Linked DNA regions of Canis lupus: region 1 is linked to region 2. The links are chromatin contacts, called in public Hi-C maps. All regions are on one chromosome and are shown on one strand. The core of a region is the stretch at or near the end of the contact, and the rest is flanking DNA. Distances in the headings are between cores, read along the strand shown. Region 1 overlaps RAB3C (ras-related protein Rab-3C). Region 2 holds the start of GAPT (protein GAPT).

Evidence for each region. A called contact is a pair of places that touch in the nucleus more often than the background predicts.
Region 1: a contact with region 2 is called in a Hi-C map of blood, with 10 times the contacts expected there. The contact joins the enhancer-like site here to the promoter of GAPT in region 2. A contact is called at or near these places in 7 of 9 Hi-C or Micro-C datasets (amygdala, blood, liver and 1 more).

Annotation. Positions count from the first base shown.
Region 1 is chr2:44,799,394-44,802,093 of UU_Cfam_GSD_1.0, reverse strand. All of the region lies in intron 3 of RAB3C (ras-related protein Rab-3C), which reads right to left. Among named protein-coding and RNA genes, the nearest start is that of RAB3C, 160 kb to the right of the region's middle. Within about 2 kb of position 1,368, at least 3 of the 20 cell types and tissues checked have an H3K27ac peak or open chromatin away from gene starts, as enhancers often do.
Region 2 is chr2:44,562,225-44,564,924 of UU_Cfam_GSD_1.0, reverse strand. It overlaps GAPT (protein GAPT), which reads right to left and starts at 1,416. Exons shown (of 3, transcript XM_038530646.1): 1 at 114-1,416.

The DNA.
Region 1 (2,700 bases), core at 119-2,618, 240 kb before region 2:
ATTTATTAAAGACTTTTTTCTGATGATGGTTTCAAGGAATTATCTTTTAGAAATCTTCAAAAATAAGAAACATCTGAGGGAAAGAAGTAGGCCATTTCCAAGAAAACCCGAACTGGATTCAGCCTCGCATCAAAGCCCTGAAGAACTGTATTTCCTCTTTGTTTTCTGTCGGTCGTCCAGAACGAACACTATTCCAAGCTGTTCCACTGATTATGCAGCTTCCTTGCCAATATCATTTCTGGGTTATAGACAGTGACTTCTTTCCACTCTGGTTGAGAAAATGATTTGAATAATCCATTAGCAGGAGAGAATACCTAACAGCCTGCTATACTGCACACATCTTATCAATGAGTCATCCATAAGGTAAGAGAGAGGGTGGTTCATTAATTAAACATCCTACTCACCTCAGGGCAGAGCATATTAATAATTACCATCTTTATGCTCCAATAATGTTATTCTGTGTTGAGGTGAATGATTAAATTACATAGAAACAACCCAGCAAAGATAATTATAATTATCATTATGAAATGGATAGCGGCATCCTCGTCCATACATTATACTTCTCTAAATAGATGTGCCTAAATTTATTTTCACGGAATGTGATTTTAAGGTAGGAGACCATTTTGCATGTGCTTCAGCTACTGTTTTCATTAACACCCTTCAGAGCTTCACATTTTATCAGAAGTAATCTGATCGAGATACTGCATATTGCTAATATTCCTTGGTGGGGAATATTGAATGTAAATCCACATCTTGAAGAATCTTACAGATGGTTAGATTTCTTTTAAAGAAACACGCATAAACGATCTCGCTTCTCAGCAGAAGTTATATAGGAGGATACAGCTGAATAGCAGGTTCGTAAAAGCAGAAAGAAATAAAAGGTCCAAATCTAATAAAATTATGCACTGAAAGATCAACTCAGGATTTCAGAAACTTCCTCGGGTCAAGTCAAACTCCGAAAATGCTTTTTCTCTTTTGTTAAAGGTCTGGTTGCCTGGGGTCTCTCTCTGTTTTCAAGCAGATGTAGTTTCCCGACACAGTCGCTTCCAGAGAAGACAGGACGTGAGGAAAAGAAGAGCACCCCCTCAGCACCCCTTCCCCGGTCTGTGCTAGCAGGGAAGTAGCAGGGTGCATGTTCCGTAACATCTGAACGCTGGTGACTGCACAGAGATGCGTTACGTCTCTAACCCTGACCTCCTTCCTGAACCATATGCTCGCGTCTGCCGGCCTGTCGTCATCTCTGCGTAGATGTCCAGTAGAACTTGCAGATGTGAGCTACTCCGAGATACACCTGCTGCCTCAACCCTCTCCCTGATGCCCACTGCCCACCAACCCTGCCCTGTCTTCCCCACCAGCGACCGCTGCCATCAGCGATGCAGGAGCCATCGGTGGTTCTTCTGGCCCTCCTGTCATCCTCAAGCCCCGCCTGGCTTCCTGGCAGTACTTACTGGGGAATCTGGGCACTCCCTGGGGTCCTCTCCAGGGCCCGCTGCCTTGGTCTCCGTGGACATCTCCGGTCACAGCCTCTTAATGGGGCCCGGGTTGCCTTTCTTGGATCCCCACGGTGCCATCTCAGTACAGCGCAGACGGACCTTCCCCAAAGGCAGGTTAGGAGGACGCTACCTGGGCTCTCCTTCACCACAGAGGGCCCAGCCTCAGGGACCCTGGGGCCCAGCTCCTGCTCCATCCCACTCCCCACCCTCAGTCGCTCCCAGCGCCCCAGCCACCTGGCCTTGCCCTCGGCTCCTGGCCGCCTTCTTCTTGCCACTCACACCCCTGCCCAACTGCCCCTCCAGGACACCTGCTCCAGAAGCCCCCGGCTGTGTCCCTGCATGCAGCTCTGGTTTCTTCATAGTGCACCTCACCACCTGCCTGCCCTAGACAGGTGATACCTACTGGTTATTGGTCTCGTACCTGCATCTCTCTATCTGTCATCCACCTGCCCCGCCAGCCCTGTCCGTGGCCGGCACATCGTGGGCCCTCGAGAGCTTTCTGTTAAGTGAATGACCAACCTATCCTGCCCTATGGACCAAATGCACGCATGAAATCAGGTTCCCACGAGGGAGATTGCAAGCTTTTCCCTGTGTGGCCATTGTGATCCTTACACAAGAAGTAGTACTGGCTTCAAGCATCTTCCTATTTGGCCTGGAGCACCGAGGCCACAGGAGGGGCCACCCGGGGTGACTGTCGCTGGGACATCCAGGCACAGATGTCCTGGGTGTCCCAGCGGCTCCAGGGTCAGGCCCCTCCCTCCGTGCTGCCCTCTCCCTCACCTGGAGGCCTTGCGCTAGCTGGCTGCTCGAATCTTCTGTCCCAGAGCCTGGCTCCTTCGCACCATCCACAGCTTACCTTCAGCGGCAGGTCCTCAAGGAATCCATCCCAGGCCACCGATCTAAAGCAGCTTCCTGGTCACATCATGACAACTGAGTTTTCTTCAAACCCCCATCGCTAGTCTATTTTCTCTCCTTACCACCAGGCTCTAAGTTTTGGTGTCTCTCTTGTTCCCTCCTGGATCCCCAGGCCCTGGAACAATGCCTGGCATAGAGTGGGCGACAAGTAAATATTTGGTCAATACGAATACGACCCTTGCCTAGCTTGATGCCTTGAATCCACTGAGCCCCTAAGAAGCATTAGTTGAAATATTAGCAGAACGCTGATCTCCCCACCCCTAAGGCTCCTACTGATTTGTAAGGCGAGGCT
Region 2 (2,700 bases), core at 167-2,666:
TTTCTCTGGCTGATTCAATTAGCATAGTACCCGTCAGGTTCATCAAGGGAGTTCCAAATGAGAGGATTTCCATCCTTTTTGCAGCTGAGTAATATTCCATCATATGTACATACCACATTCTCTTTATTCATCTGTTGAGGGACACAGGTTGCTTTCATACTTGGCTGTCATGGATAATACGGAGGTAGTGGTGCCGAAAGCACCCCGGGCTAGACGCGGTTGCCGTGGAAGCCTCTATCCCTTCTTACTCGGGAGGCCTCTCCCCCGGGCGTCCTGCGCGCGGCTCGGAGCCCACGCGGCGCCCGGGGCCGGGGAGGGGGAGGGACGGCGGGCGTGCAAGGCCCTGTCCCCGCGGGGCACCGCGAGCTGCTCCGAGCCCCAGATCCGACTGCTCGCTTTTGCTGACCCGGGGACACCTTCTTGTCCTGCTCACCCTTGCGTGAGGGGCACCGCGCCCGGGGCCCGAGGTGCCTCCTGTCACCCTACAGCGTCCCGCCTGGGACGGGCTGCGCTTCCGCCCGTGCAGGTAGGAGCCGGGCTCGGCACGGGCCTCGGTGCGGGTGTCCGCACGCCCTCGGGCTCTGCCAACGAGCGGGAGCCGCGCCTCGGCTAATGAGACGCAGCAGACCCTCCGTGCTCCTAGATGCCGGTCAGTGTGTGCACGCGCGGCTCGCGGGAGCCCCCGGGGGGCGCTCGGAGGAAGGGCCCCTCAGTCCTGCGCGCCCTGGAGGTCCGCGCCCGTCCCCCGTCCCTGAAGGGAGCCGCGGCCGACCTTCCGCGCCCTACGCTCGCCCCCTAGGGCACGGGGGGCGTCGCTGCCATTCCCCGGTCGACAGGGAAAGGCCCCGGGGCGCTTGCAGCAGGTGAGGGCGAGCCCAGGCCTGTTTCTCCCAAGTGAAAGTAGACTTTGCTCCCAGGGTGACGGGGCCGGAGGGGGCGTGGGCGTGGGCGTGGGGGTGGGGGTGGGGACGAACATTCACACCATCCTCCCTGTAGCCATGAGCCCAGGGGTGCCCTCTGCTCCCCAGATGCACGCAGACCCGTTCGCCAGCCTGGAGCAGGCCTGCTGCCTGGAGAAGCCCGCCTGCACGTCCAGAGCCGTCCCACGCCGTCCCTTTACTTCAGGGGTCGGTGAGGAACTTGCTCCACTCTCCGCTGACGGCCTTCTCGGCGAAGAGGGCCGCGAAGAACAGATGCTCGGGACGTTTCTCATCCTTACTTCAGTTCTTTGGTTACTGCACACCGGCGTACGGATCTTTGCCAAATGGACCTCAGCATTCGGTCGACCGCGGACGTTCCGCATGAAATCCGGGTCTACGCTCCCGAACAGTCCGGTGTGGACCACGCGGAGGACCACCGTGTGCCGCGCGGGCGGGCGTGCGCGGAGCGCCTCAGGCCCACTGTCGGGATCGCATTTTTCGGTTTGTGGTGCCCTCAGGCGGACAGAACCAGAATCGCAGGCCACCTCGCCAAAAGGGAAGGAAGACGTGTCCTTTCCCACGGAGAGCATTCTTTAATTACAAAATAGTGTTTCTCTGTAGCTCTATAGCTGTGAAAACCCCAGGGTGATGTCTGGTGACACCCGGCAAGCTGATTCCAAGCTTTATAGGACAGTGGAAGGGATCAAAAATAGCAAAGTCCCTTCAAAGATTAAGCAAAGGTGGAAGGCCTTTCTCCACCAGCTGTCAGGGACTTGTAGTGAAGCTGCCGAGGGTAAGCAAACAGAGCCCTCTCAGGGATAGACTGATCAGATGCAAGAAGTACGGTGTCTGGAAGTGGGCCCACAGTATATGGGACTTTGATATATGACCAAAGAGTCATGACGTCCGTGAGCAAAGCAGGGGACCGTTCAGTAAAGAGAACTAGAATCCGGTGGCTTTTCCATAGCAAAACGAAGCAAAATCCCTCTCTCACACTGGATGACTTTTCCAGGGCTGCCGGAGCAAAATTCCACAGATTAGGGGCTCCAATGACAGAAATTTTTCTCACAGTTCTGGAGTCCGGAAGTCGAAGCTCAAGGTGTGGGCAGGCTTGGTTTCTCCTGAGACCTGTCTCCTGTGTCCTGACGTCCCAAGTACAGTCGTGTTCTGAGGGTTAGAGCTTCAATACATGGAGGTCAAGGAGACAGTTTAACCCATAAATATACCATATACAAAAAAATCTACTCCAGATGGTATAAAGACGTAAATTCAAGAACAAAACAAAATGTTAGTTGAAATTTTAAGCAACCAAGTTTCTGAGCACAGGACAGGGAAAGATTGTTTTACTGAAATATTTAATTGGTTAGAAATTTAAATCTAACATTGAAGTCTTTGAAAAGTAACTTAATGAATATAAAAAAATAATTTTAGTATTTAAATCTAAACATTACAGGACTCTTGGGTGGCTCAGTGGTTGTGCGTCTGCCTTTGGCTCAGGGTGTGATCCCAGGGTTCTAGGATTAAATCCCACGTCGGGCTCCCCACATGGAGCCTGCTTCTCTACCTGTGTCTCTGCCTCTCTCTCTCTGTGTCTGTCATGAATAAATAAATAAAATCTTTAAAAAATTTTTTTAATTAAAAAAATAAACGTTAAACATGTTAAATATCTTTTATCTTTACTTATATCCACTAAGCAAGATTTTCAAAATCATTCATAATCAGGAAAATGCAAATTACGACTTCAATGTTATGTTCATTTTGAATATATTGCCATTTTAAA